Linked DNA regions of Rattus norvegicus: region 2 is linked to region 1. A link is a contact called in public Hi-C data. All regions are on one chromosome and are shown on one strand. Each heading gives the region's core, a stretch centred on a gene start, on an enhancer-like site or on the middle of the called end of the contact. The rest is flanking DNA. Distances are from core to core; before and after follow the strand shown. Region 1 overlaps Plpp3 (phospholipid phosphatase 3). Region 2 has its middle 150 kb from the start of Plpp3.

The links. A called contact is a pair of places that touch in the nucleus more often than the background predicts.
Region 2: a contact with region 1 is called in a Hi-C map of liver, with 3 times the contacts expected there. The contact joins two enhancer-like sites. A contact is called at or near these places in 5 of 12 Hi-C or Micro-C datasets (kidney, liver and mammary epithelial cells).

Annotation. Positions count from the first base shown.
Region 1 is chr5:125,216,541-125,219,852 of GRCr8, reverse strand. Plpp3 (phospholipid phosphatase 3) reads right to left here. Exons shown (of 6, transcript NM_138905.2): 5 at 2,657-2,833. All of the region lies in intron 1 of LOC120102940 (a long non-coding RNA gene), which reads left to right. Among named protein-coding and RNA genes, the nearest start is that of Plpp3, 62 kb to the right of the region's middle. Within about 2 kb of position 1,447, at least 25 of the 93 cell types and tissues checked have an H3K27ac peak or open chromatin away from gene starts, as enhancers often do. A contact at or near this core is called in liver, where this site is marked.
Region 2 is chr5:125,309,112-125,312,454 of GRCr8, reverse strand. No RefSeq gene overlaps it. Among named protein-coding and RNA genes, the nearest start is that of Plpp3, 150 kb to the right of the region's middle. Within about 2 kb of position 1,359, at least 8 of the 93 cell types and tissues checked have an H3K27ac peak or open chromatin away from gene starts, as enhancers often do. A contact at or near this core is called in liver, where this site is marked.

The DNA.
Region 1 (3,312 bases), core at 198-2,697:
GGGGCAGATAGCTCTCCATGTGAGCATGAGGCAAGCCTGGTCTACATAATAAGTTCCAGGCCAGTCAGGGATACATAGTAGGGTCCTGTCTCAAAAATACAATAATATTAAGGAAATAAATATCACAAATATACCCCATTCACATGTGAGAAGAACGCTCGTTTTCCTCAGGACTCTGATCTTATGGGATAGCTCTGTCATATAGCATAAGCAAAGCAGAGGTGGAAGACAGCCCAGAACACAAAGACTCCATCGCACATGAGAGGTGACAGAGCTGAAACCCTACAAGGCAAACAAACGCTCTTTCAAGCCAGTGTGGGGCCTGGACACTCAGTGTCCTCACCAGACACCTCCTTGAGGTGCAGCGTCTGACTCAGTGCAGCAGCTGGAGCTTTGCGTCTGTCTTTCCTTGTAATCAAAACCAGGACCACACAATCAGGCATCTCTCAGTAGGAAAGAACACACTGGCTTCCTTTCTCCCTGCTGAGCATTCCCAAACTCTCACACTGAGTAGGTCAGCCACAGCTTCCAGAGACTTCTCTGCCGGGGCCTGTTTAAGCAACACAAATCCCTCAGTGCTATGCTTCCAGGCTGGTGGGACCAGGAGGTGCTGGCTGCGTACCTGGTGGAGTTCAGTATCAGAAAACAACAACAACAAAACCCCCCAAAAAACAAAACAAAACAACAACAAAAACAAACAAAAAACCCCCCAAAAGATTAATGAGTCTCTGTCACCCTATGTTGACAGGTAGAAGGGCAAAAGACAGGGTAAGATTTCTGTCACCTCTTCCCAAACTGTCTCCTGGGTGAAAAGAAAGTTCCAGACTCAAAAGGCTAACCGGATCAGCCCAAGGCTTGGGAAGGTCCCTACAAAACACTTACACGACACTCTTTAGAACAGCTGTCTACACAATTTCTGCCTGAGGTAGATCTGGCTGGCCTGGTGCCTGGCGTCCCTCCCCCAGCGCTAAGCACAGAGGGCACTGGCTGCGAGTCAATCCCAGAGAGGCTCTTTGGCCTGGGGTGACCGAAGTCATCTCCTCTTCCAGCCTCGGTCGCCTCATGTGTGCAGGGGCGCCATGTGCCTAAAAGCAGTCACAGGGCAAAATATCCACAGAGGTGCCAGCAAACAGCAGGCACTTTACAGACTCTAGGTTCAAGCTCTCAGCCCACCCTGTGTCACAGTCAAACAGGATAATGGCAAACTCACAGAGCTCCTCCTGGAAAATGAGTTTTCATTCTCCCTTCTGTCTAATTGCTCATGGCCAGAGCTCTGGAGATGTAGTATGAACGAGAGGAAGGCCAGGACCGATCCCCACACCTTTTAATTTTTTAAATTGGGGGTAAGGGAGACTTCAATTAGGGCAGTGGAGCTCTCTCTCAAGCAGATGCCTAGCAGCAGGCCCCTGGGGCTGGCCTCCTGCTGAGAGCAAAGTCCAGGAGGGCATAGGCAGGCAAAAGGGTTACCCTTCCTGCAAATACCCATCCCCCACTGTCATCGCATACTAAAGGGCCAGGCACCGAGGGACAAGCTGGAGGGTGACAGTTGTTCTGGGTAACAATTGGCTCCTCTAATTCGCTTTCTGTCTTCTGGAAAAACACACACACACACACACACACACACACACACACACACACACACACACACACAGAGACACAGAGAGACACAGAGAGACATAGAGACACAGAGAGAGAGACAGAGAGAGGGAGAGACAGAGACAGAGAGACAGAGACAGAGAGAGGGAGCGTAAGAGGGAGAGAGAGAGAGAGAGAGGGAGAGAGAGAGAGATTCTTCTTTTACCAGTGTCTACTTTAAGCACCTTCACATAGTGTCTGTGTTGCTGACCATACAGTGTCTGACCTTTGCCAACCTGCTGAGGCCCCAGCCATGTGTCCTCTGCAGTCCTACATTGCTCTCAGGACTTTCTATGGGATGGGGGAGAGCACCTCAAAGAAGGGCTTAAGAAAGCTTAATACCAAAGTCTGTGCACAGCAACATCTGGACTGCAGGAAAGGCAGGGGGATGGAGGCTCAGGGAAGTAGAAAGCCCGACCCCACCTTCATTGGGAATCAGGATGAAGCATGTGAAAAAGCAATCTATCTGTTTTGGGGGAAGTCAACATGTGCCCACCCCAAGTTCAGTCTCTATGGAGTTTTGATGATATGCAAGGTCCTGGGCCAGGGGAGGGCTCCTCCTGCAGCAAACCTCCAGTTCTACAGTTGGCACAGTTCCCGGAGATCACCACAGAGGATAGAGATTCCCAAGAAGCGGAGAACAGGCACTGACTAACTAGTGTCCCACCAATGCAATGCGGGCTGTGTCAGGGGACTGTCATTCCGCGAAAGCACTCACATGTGTGCTTGTGCAACTTTCCAGTCTGCTGTGGCCATATACAGAATGAGTGGACAATATCTAAGCTGTCTTCTGATTACAGCAGTCTACAAGCCAAAACTTTGTGCTTACGGAGAAGAGGATTCACAGGACCTATCAGACGATTGCCATCTACTGATGAGATCCTGGAGCCTGAGGCTCTTGGGACACTAAGAAGAGACTACTAGCAATGAAGATTCAACTTCTTTAGTCACTGGGCTGGAAACATTTAACAAGCATCAGTTCAGGGCTCTGTATGAGTGCCAAGGACAAAGGGCTACTTACTATGCAGCAGGCCACCAGAGCTCCTTGGGCAAATCCTGCCAGGACATCGCTAGGATGGTGTTTGTAGTCAGATACACGTGACAATCCCGTGTAGAAGGCCATCATGAGCAAAGTGAACTGCAGGAGGGGGCGGAGGAGCCGGGCCCCACGCCAGGTGAAGCGGGCCTGTAGATAAAGCTGAAGGAAAGAGATAAAGGACACGGTAAGTGGCTTCCCATTCACAGACATTAGAGCACTTGGCTAGTGTGTTTTATATTTCTTGCAAATGGATCCATCTAGACGTGGTGTGATATACTGTGGACAGAGTACTTAACTTGGTAAATGCATGACACCCCACAGGTAAATGCTGACCTTTAGTTTCCAGAGCATAAAAATTTGATTTTCTTTTCAGAGATAAGCTAAGGGGACCTGAGTAAGACAGTACCTATGAATGTTTTTTACATAATGCTAGGCACACAGTAAGCATTTAATAAATGTGATTTTCTTCTTATCTTCTGGATCTATAGGACTTAGGGAACAGTAACCAAGGGCAGCAAAGGTTTTGCTGTGGGATGGATTCACACGTTTGTGAGTTTTCTCTGGGATTACAGCTGCCTAGTCTGTAGGGACCAGCAATTCACTGCAACAGCAAGGACATACCAATGACGCTTTGCGTA
Region 2 (3,343 bases), core at 110-2,609, 93 kb before region 1:
TGGAGGACTAACAGGTCATGAGTTCCCATAAGTCAGCACAGTCTATTACTTGAACTGGATCCAAGAAATAAGAAGGTAAAATATAAAGTGCATGGATTTAATAACAGTAAACAGGCTGGCAGGGATACGAAATCAGGATTATTTGCACTGCTGGTAAGAATTTAAAATGTTATAACTTGACTCAGATGTGGCTCAGTGGTTGAGCATTCACCTGGTGTGTGCCTGGGTTCAACTCTAGCATTTAAAAGGTAATTTGCAGCATCTCTAGTGGGGAGTGACAGTTGAACATTACATTAATTTGAAATGTCTTTAGAGTCAAACTGCACTTTATCATCAATCCAACTTGCAGGAATTTCTCCTAAGGAAGTAAGACATACTCAAAGATCAAACTTCAAATATGTTTATTGTAATTTTTTTATATTAGTGAAAAGCTGAATGTAAGCTAAATATTTAAAACAGAAGATTGGCCAAATAAACAGTATAGTTTGTATAAAAAGATACTATGCAACTTTTGTAAATTATATAGAAATATGTCTACAGGTTTAAAATGGTTCCTAATACATTCCAAGAGGAATGTTGGCTGCAAAAACGTGCCTGGAAAATTCTGAAGGAGATGCTGCAGAAGTCCACACATTGTAAACATGGTCTTGTATCTGAGCAGTTGAATTATGGGTACTTTTCCCTTTTTACCTGCTCCTCAGAATTTTCTCATCTGTGCACACTGTTTATTATGTAAATAATAACAAATAAAATACAGTTTGTTTTTCCAAAGGTTGCCTGTGTGGTATTTGCCCAGATATGAATTCAAATCTAGTCAGGCCACTTCAGACACTATGTATGCCCAAGATTGAGATATTGCTTTTCCTACAAGGTAGTTGGGAGGTTTAAAGGGTGAAGCATAACCAAAGTGTGGCGCAGAGCACCCCCTGAATAACATTTATTCCTTCCTTCCTACATGTTCAAAATCACCTCATCGTGAGAGTTCACAAGTGTGATGATGGCTGAATGAAACCCTAATCATGGAAATGTCGGTTTGAAAACTCTGTAGAGGAGCTGGGGTTGTTGCTCGGTGGTACAGCACTTCCTAGCACACACAATGCCCCTAGTTTCAATTTCTGACAGTGAAAACAATTAGCAGAGCCTTGTGTTAAACACCCCTGTCTTAGTAACTTTAGATCAGATCTTAATCTTACCCAGCAGAGAGGCCGACAGACACCCCCACCATAAGTCAAGGCACAAAGGCCAGTTGTGTTACCCAACCCCACCAGTAGGTGGAGCCTGTCTCTATCCTGTGCCCACGCAAGACGTCACACCAACCCATTAGATACTGGCTAACACAGCGTTGATGTAACACACCCACATCAAAACTTAGTGCAAACATCCAGGGCTCTCCTCTCTCTCATCCCCACATACTCCTACCTCAAACCACTTCCTGCCCGCAGCTTCCACACCTCCGTCACCACACGGCCCCACCTTACAACTCAGTCTTTGGAATTAGACCTCCTCGTCCATAAATCTGACTCTCTATCAGAAACCCAGCTGGAAGCTGCTGTGCCTTTCTCCAGCTTCTTACTTATTCACCCAGTTTTCGGACCACCTAGTAAATATTTTGTGTGTGTGAGGAGCCAGAGAGGAAAGACACACAGGCCCTGCTCTGGCAGCCTCTCAGCCTGGAGGAAACAAGCCATCATCACGTGACACTGCTGTGTCGTTATAACTACTGGGCAGTACTGCCGATACAGGCTTGCAAGAGGCCAGCAGCTGTTCTCAACACTGCATAGACTTGAATCTCCATTTGGTCCTCATAACCTGTCTCATGAGCTTGAGTAAAATTACCTCTGTTTCACAAGTAAAGGAAGTGAGGCACAGGAAAGGTAATTTGTCTAAGCACAGGTTGTAAATAACCAAAACTATATTTGGAATGAAATTTTACACTCTTAAAAATAACCAAAAAGCCCAATGTGGTAGTGTACACCTGCAATCCCAAGGTGAGGCTGGACGTTTAAGACAAGTCTTAGATATATGGTGAGCTGAAAGCCAGCCTAGGCTCCATGAGACGGGATACAAAAAGCATGGAGCTGGGGAGGTAGCTTAGTAGTTAAGGGCCTGTGCTGCTCTTGCAGAGGACCAGAGTTCCATTCACAGATGGCTTAACGCCATCCCTAACTCCAGGTCCAGAGGATCCGGTGGCACCTTGAGACCTCCATAAGTGTCAGGCACACACAAAGTGCACTTACATATATGCAAGACAAGTAGTCATATACATAAAATAAAAATAATCCTTTTTGTAAAGTGAGATTTCAAGATGCTCAGGGAGTAAAGGTGCTTATCACCCAGCCTCATGACTTGAGTTTGTTCCCAGGACCCACAGAATGGAAGGAGAGAACCAAGTCCTGTAATCTGCCTTCTGGCCTCCACACATGTTTTGAGGAACATAAACACACACACACACACACACACACACACACACACACACACACACACACATATACATGTAATAAAAGTTAAAAACATAATGAAACAAATCCTGATCATTCCATAGAGCTATATGGGTCATACCTAGCAATGCTTACCATATTATAAATTATAATTTAGAAAGATTATATATAAATTAAATTATACATAACCAATTACTCTATTACATGTCAATCTAAAATATTTGTACATTTAAAAGTTACATAAACATTCTCGAGAAAGATTACATGTCTCACATGTTTATGGATATCTTCAATGTCTGACTATTTTTTTCCTTTTTCTTTTTTGTAGTAATACAGATTAAACTCAGGGCCCTGCACATTCTGGGCAAGTGCTCTACCCCTGAGGTATATATATCCCCAGCCCAGGATCTGACTAACTAGCAAGCAAAATAGATTCTAGTATCTCATTTTCATTCTCTCCATTGGGATTTTTTATTTGGTTGAAGTGTGTGAAAAAGTTTGGCCTCACACATAACTGGAGTAGGAGAGGGAGGGGTGTCTGAATACTCATACATGCAAATATTCCCCTTGGATAATCCACCAAAATGTGACAAGGGCTGGTTTCTTAAAAAGCTTGCTGCAGAGTGGAATCTGAAACTGATAGCTGTGGTTTGCATGCTTGTGTCCCTTCCAACCTTCATGTTGAAACTTAGCCTTCGGATGCTTCAGTATGAAGCAGCTAAGCCTTTAAAGGCCATTGACAATCATAAAAGAGCTGGAGAAAAGCATCCAGCCTGGTTTTGGTCTTTTATGGTAACTTTCCATCACTATAGTGAAAATTTGCTATAAAGCATTATGCAGTAACAAAATGATTGCTTGGACACAAAATTTTGCAAGTTTTAGTTTACCATCTCAGAGTCGTGTGT